Linked DNA regions of Ovis aries: region 1 is linked to region 2. The links are chromatin contacts, called in public Hi-C maps. All regions are on one chromosome and are shown on one strand. Each heading gives the region's core, a stretch centred on a gene start, on an enhancer-like site or on the middle of the called end of the contact. The rest is flanking DNA. Distances are from core to core; before and after follow the strand shown.

Region 1 (2,926 bases), core at 91-2,590, 150 kb before region 2:
AGATCCGGGCTTCATCTCTAAAGGTTCCCATATCCAAGACAACAAATCTCGGGGCAAGGCACTGCCCACCTAGCAGCCTTTCAGTCTCCTCATTCCCGCCCCAATATGGACACAAGCACACACACAGGCGAAGTCAGCAAGGAGACAAATGTCTCCACCAGGATCCTGCAAGAGCCTAGAGGCCAGGGACCTTTGGAAAGCCTCTTGCCAGCAAGTGGGAGAAGTCAGCATTTTACACAGAATTTAATAAGGCAGAAGCTGCGACAGGCCAGCCTTCCCAAGGGCTCAGAGCGGGGAAGCATGCCAGGAGATGTGACCGCAAGGAGTGTCAGCAAAGTCACTGAGTTCTGGAAGGTCAGAGGTGGGTGGATCCTTTGACAGTGAGGGGAAACTGGAGCCCAGAGAGAGAGGTCAGACCTTTCATCCCTTCGGGACAGTCCAGACTTGATGACGATTCGGACTTCCCACCCACCTAGGGACTACACTATCCTCATGGAAGTGTGTCACGAGAGGAATCAGACCCGAATAAGCAAGATCCTAAACGGAGAACGACGGAAGCAAAGCCCTCGCGGCCTCCCGACCCGCCGCCAGCTTCAGGAATCCTAGCTCCTTCCCATTCCCAGCGCCTGCAGGCTGGGGAAAGCCCCTGGGGCACCGAAAAGTCCGACAGGCCACCTCCACTGGGAGAGGTGGCAAAGCGGTTCATAGGAGGGAAACCCGAGGAGGACGGGCGGCCGGGAATGGATTCCCAAGAGCACAAGAGCAAGGCGGGCCGGACACGCAACCGCCTCACGAGGGTTCCCACAAGGACACTGGGAAGTGACACTGCCACCCGCTCGCCGGGAGCTCCCCCGCCACCACATGCAGACTCCTGGAGCGCCAGACCAGGGTCAACTTCAGCTAACCCCTTCACTGACAGCGGAGGTGGCCAATCAACCCCAGGCCGCGAAACTCTCCCCTCCCTGCGAGGCCTGCAGCCAATCGGGCTCCAGAACGGTCCGAGCGTGGCGGCAGCCCGCCTAATCTCGCCGAGGTGCTAACACCTCTTAGTGAGCGCGGCGGCTGTCCCCTTGGGCCGCTCCTCCCTCTCACCTCCCAAGGACGCCAGAGGAGGGCCGGCCTGAGCGCTGCCTTCACAGCGCCGCCCGCGGCCGTCGCCACCTTCAGCGCCATGACAGAACGTGAAGGCAGCCGCAGGTTCCGACACGCAGCTGTCGTTCTCGCGAGAGCTCGGCGGAGCGCGACGTCTCGGGAGGGGGCGTGGTCCCGGCAGTACGCACGCACACGGCCGCGCCGGTTTCCCACGCCTTTTTCCGGCGCCAGAGGCGCCGCCGCCGCCATCTTTGGGGGGCGGCCGGCTGGGCGCCTGGTCCGGGGAGGAGACACGTCAGTATCGCCGGCGACATCACAGGCCCGCCCAGCCCGCCGGCGCCCGATTGGCTGCGGTGGCTGCTGACGCGTCGCGCTTCCTCGTCTACTCCTCGTGTTCAAGCTAACTGTTCTCTTTTTTCCTTGGCAGAGAACAAGCGATGGCGGCGCTGGCATCTCTCGGCGCCCTGGCGCTACTGCTGCTGTCCGGTCTCTCCTGCTGCTCAGGTAGCGGCCTGGCCGGAGTTCTTTTCTGGCGAGTCTCTCACCCACGACTGGTGGTGCGTCGGGGGAGGACGGATGCGGGCAGAGCGGGGGTCTGGGCCTTCTCCCTTCGAGAGGCAGGTGGTCTCTGGTCGCGGCGGCCGAGGCCACCACGCTCTCGTGCACCACACACGTTCACCTAGCAGCTGAGCTGCTGGAAGAAACAGCCTGATCTGTGCCCCGTCTGCTCCAGTGAGGAAGACTCCCAGAGCCTTTCTGTGCGCCTGGCCCCAGCTCCAGCAGGGAAAGTGACACTCGTCCCTGCCGCCACTCCTAGAGCCCCGGATCTGGGGGTAGGGGGGTGGGGTTGGACAGGAGCAAAGCTCTGCATTTTAGGGCGATCGGAGCGAGAAACTGAGCCGGTGGAGAGGAACCACCTGACCCGATGTGGGGTCAGGCCTCCCTAGGAATGGGGCTCCGAGTGAAGCAGAGACGGTCCAGGCAGAGGGGCCCAGAGTGCGGACGAGTTAGAAGGGACCTGAAGAGGGAAAGATGAGTGTCTAGATCAGACGCTTGGTTTGTGTCCCCTAAGGCCTTGTTGGATCCGTATAGAGTTTTTCAGCAGAGCCAGATGGCTTCACATTCTTGAGAGGTTGTTAACAGTGGCTGGGCTGAGTTCTGACTGACACTGGGGTCCAGAAGTGTGTTTAGCAGGAGGTCCTTCCAGGAGCCCACAATGGGCCTGGGGATCTGGACTGGGTTAGGATCACTTTGAGCACTTTCACTTTATCTGCCCTACTTCAAGCCAGCGCCCCTGAAGCTGGGAGTGTTTCACCAGCCTCAGTGGCCACCCCACCTGCACCCTGGTCACTGGCTCCTCAGGAACTACCCATCCTGTAGGCAGTGATGCCTGGAAAGGACAAACCTGACTGTGAAACTGTGCTTTCCCTTGTTTGGAGGAAGGTCAAACTTGGCAAAGTGTGGAAGCATCTGGGGAACGTGGCTCCTGAGAGCCACTTCCCACCGACGTTCCCAGGCATCTTCCTCCCACTGGTTCAGTCCTAAGCCTCAGCCCAAGTCATGGCCCTGCCCTGCATGCGTTAGAGCAGTTGGCGCCTGGTGGTTTAGGTGGCACCTTTCCTTCCCTGTGGCCTCTAGCAGTGTAGTGATGGTGAGGGTGTGTCCTTTCAGCGCAGCAGGAGGAGAAGTTGTGCTTCTGGACCCAGATCGCCCATTTCCTTTCCTCCAGAACCGCTGGGACCAGTCTTGGCTTTCTGTCAACTGGGGCAGAGACCCTTCATGTGGGAAGCCTGCATAAGTTTTTGTGCTTTTATGTCTGCAGAGCACACCTTCA
Region 2 (3,035 bases), core at 501-3,000:
AAAGATTGAAGGTGGGAGGAGAGGGGGACGACACAGGAGGGGGTGGTTGGATGGCATCACTGACTCGGACATGAGTTTGAGTAAACTCTGGAAGTTGGTGATGGACAGGGAGGCCTGGCGTGCTGCAGTCCATGGGGTTGCAAAGAGTTGGACACAACTGAGTGACTTAACTGAACTGAATGGTGCCCAGGGCCCCTGTGGGGGTTGTTGGGGGAGGGCCTCTAGGGGAGGGAGGACACATAGTGACAATAACAGCAGTAACAGTGGGTGTGACTGGCAGCCCCGGGCCCTGCGGGCCCAGAGAAAGGACTGATGTTAAGGACAGATCTGGCCTGCACCCAGGTACCAGGAGCCAGCGAAAGTGAGGGCACGGAGATGTACAGTGTGCCCATCCTCCCCCGCACCTGGTACCGCGCATCCCCAGTCACCCTCCACAGCTCATTCATGGCCATGGTGTAAAAACACTCGCTGAAGATGGTCCGCTGCACCTTGACTGGGCGGCCGTCCCTGGTCAGCACAAAGGCACATTTCTTTGCAGGAGGTGCCACTTGGGCATAACGCAGCAAAAACTCGCCACCTGGTGGTCAGGAAGGTGTCACGCTGGAAGGCGCGCTGGGGGTGCCCCAGCCGGCGCCTACCTCCCCATCGGTGGGCACCCGGCGTCCTTGGGGGGCTTCCAGAGCCGGCTGGCAAGCAGGCAACTGGGAGCACCGCGCGGCTACCGGGATCACCGGGAGTGGCTTCTGGGGAGACGGGGACTGGGAGGGGAGGGCACCTGCTTTAGCTGCATTCAAAAGCTCCGGGCGGCGGAAGCGCTCAAACTGGCGGTACAAGCGACAGTACATCCACACCTAGGTGGGGGGTGAGGGAGCGGAGGGGTCGTGGCTCAAGTGGGGGGCCGCCGTCCTCAGGGCCTTGGGAAGGAGGGCGGTGAGCCGCGATCCCTGCCCGGTGTGCGAACTCAGGCAGGACCCAGCGCGCCGGTTCCAGTCCCGGGCGCCCCATGGCACGCCTCGTCCATACCTGCCTCCCCTGCAGCCAGACGTACTTGAGGTCATCGTACACCCGCCCGTCGCGGCCAAGGCACGTGAAGAAGCCCCTGCGGGACACGCTGGCGTTAGCCGAGTTCGCGGTAGGGGGCTGGTGAGGGGGCCTAGGGGCTGGGGGTGGTGCCCCACAGATGGCAGTCAGCCCAGAGTGAGGTGCAGGGGCTCCAGAGGAGAGAAAAACCCAGTCCAAGGCCCCCAGAAAGGCGAGGCGCGCACCCCTGCTCCTGGTCGTGGGAATGATCCAGCCAGAAAGCCACCACGCGATCCAGCTCGCGCGCCACGCGCTCCTTCCAGGCCCGCAGCTTCTCTTGCTCCTTCTCCATGTCCTGTGGAGAGAGACTTGGAGACACGGCTCCCCCAGAGGGCGTCCCGTCTTCTCGGGTGCCCGTCCCGTAGGTGGACTCCCCGGGGCTGCAGGTCACCCCAGGCTCGAGTGGCCCCCTAGGGCTGCCTGACTCGGAGCCTCGGGAACCCCCCCCGCCCCGGGGCAGGTCTGCCCTCCTGACCAAGATGGGCCCCGGGACTGAACCCCTCGTCCCCGCCCCCCATCCTGGACGGCCTTTTCCAGGACAACACCGACCACCCCCAGCCCGCGCCCCTTCCCCGGGCCGCCGAGCACTGGCCTGCCACACTCGGAGACCCCGGCTCATCACTCCTTGTCTTCCAGGAAGCCACACGGAGCGGAGTGCTGTCGCGTGACTGTCACTCAGCTGACCCAGCCTAGCACCACCCACCTCTACCCCCCAGGTTCCGCCCGGCCCGGGGGCCGAGCCTGCAGCGGGGGCGGGGCTTGGCTGGCTCACTGCCACACCCACCCTCAGGTCACGCCCCCGGGCGGACCCCACCCCCCACTCCGGCAGGGAGGCTGAGGCCGCTGGAGCTCCGCTGCTGGGCGCCCTCCATTCAATGCCCTCCTGGTGGGAAGTGCTGGGTGAGTTGGCAGGACGTTCTGGGATTGGGGTAGAAGGGGGGAGGAAAGAGTGAACTCAGGGCTGTCTTCCCTCCTCCAGCCACGTCTCCCCGCCTGAGGGCCCCCCTCCCCGCCCCGGGGCAGGGAAGGGTAGGGCAGAGCATGAGCCCAGGTGTCCAGGAGAAGAAAAAGTGACAGTGAAGTCGCTTCTGACTCTTGGGGACCCCATGGACTCTAGCCTGCCAGGCTCCTACGTCTATGGGAATCTCCAGGCCAGAGCACTGGAGTGGGTTGCCATTCCCTTCTCCAGGGGATCTTCCCAACCCAGGGATCGAACCCAGGTCTCCAGCATCGCAGGCAAACTCTTTACCATCTGAACCACCAGGGAAGTCCAAGAGAAGAGATAGCTGGAAAATGGCTGAACGCTGAGGCCCCGCTGACCTGTGACACCACAGGGCGGCCAAGTCCTCTCTCTTTGGAATCCGCTCCACAGCCCCTGACCTCTTCACCCCAGAGATGCCACTCGACAGTCAGGCGGGAACTGTGCAAGTGAAGAGCAAGGTCCTCAGAGTCGGAGTTCTCCAGGTCTTCCAGCACCCAGTCTGCTTTTCTGGACTGTCAGATTACGTTGGGTGCTCCGAAGAAGGCGGGTCAAACTTCCTCTTCTTGCCCAGCCAATGGAAGAATTATGTGGAGGGACCGTTTCCGGGACCCTGAGCTCCCATTGGGGGCTTGGGGAAGCTTGGGCTTCGGGGGGGGGGCGCCCTGTTTGCCAAAGATGTAACTGGGCCTCTGCCTCATCCGTACAGCCCAGGGACAGGAGCCTGGCATGCTGTGTGCTTGTCCCGACGAGACTGTGGGCGCCCTGCAGGTAAGTGCGCCCTGCAGCCGCTGTGTGTCCCCCATATAACCTCATGCTTGGGGGGGTGGTTTCCCGGCTGGGGGCCCAGCTGGCTTGGTATCAGCCACCCAGCTGCAGATGCCTGTCATTATTCCTGGCGTGTCCCTTCCACCCAGCCTTCCCCTGCCTTCCTGTAACATGCCTAGCCAAAGATTAGCCTTGCTCCGGGGAAGGT

What was found. A called contact is a pair of places that touch in the nucleus more often than the background predicts.
Region 1: a contact with region 2 is called in a Hi-C map of tail adipose tissue, with 4 times the contacts expected there. The contact joins the promoter of SSR4 here to the promoter of RENBP in region 2. A contact is called at or near these places in 7 of 16 Hi-C or Micro-C datasets (blood, hypothalamus, liver and 3 more).

Annotation. Positions count from the first base shown.
Region 1 is chrX:80,488,513-80,491,438 of ARS-UI_Ramb_v3.0, reverse strand. It overlaps SSR4 (signal sequence receptor subunit 4), which reads left to right and starts at 1,340. Exons shown (of 6, transcript XM_042242265.1): 1 at 1,340-1,596. The coding sequence starts at 1,530. IDH3G (isocitrate dehydrogenase (NAD(+)) 3 non-catalytic subunit gamma) reads right to left here and starts at 1,213. Exons shown (of 11, transcript XM_027963525.2): 1 at 1,093-1,213. The coding sequence starts at 1,173.
Region 2 is chrX:80,341,935-80,344,969 of ARS-UI_Ramb_v3.0, reverse strand. RENBP (renin binding protein) reads right to left here and starts at 1,750. Exons shown (of 11, transcript XM_004022782.5): 1 at 1,673-1,750; 2 at 1,266-1,375; 3 at 1,024-1,099; 4 at 776-851; 5 at 405-577. The coding sequence starts at 1,699. It overlaps LOC132658819 (a long non-coding RNA gene), which reads left to right and starts at 1,829. Exons shown (of 2, transcript XR_009598871.1): 1 at 1,829-1,980; 2 at 2,270-3,035.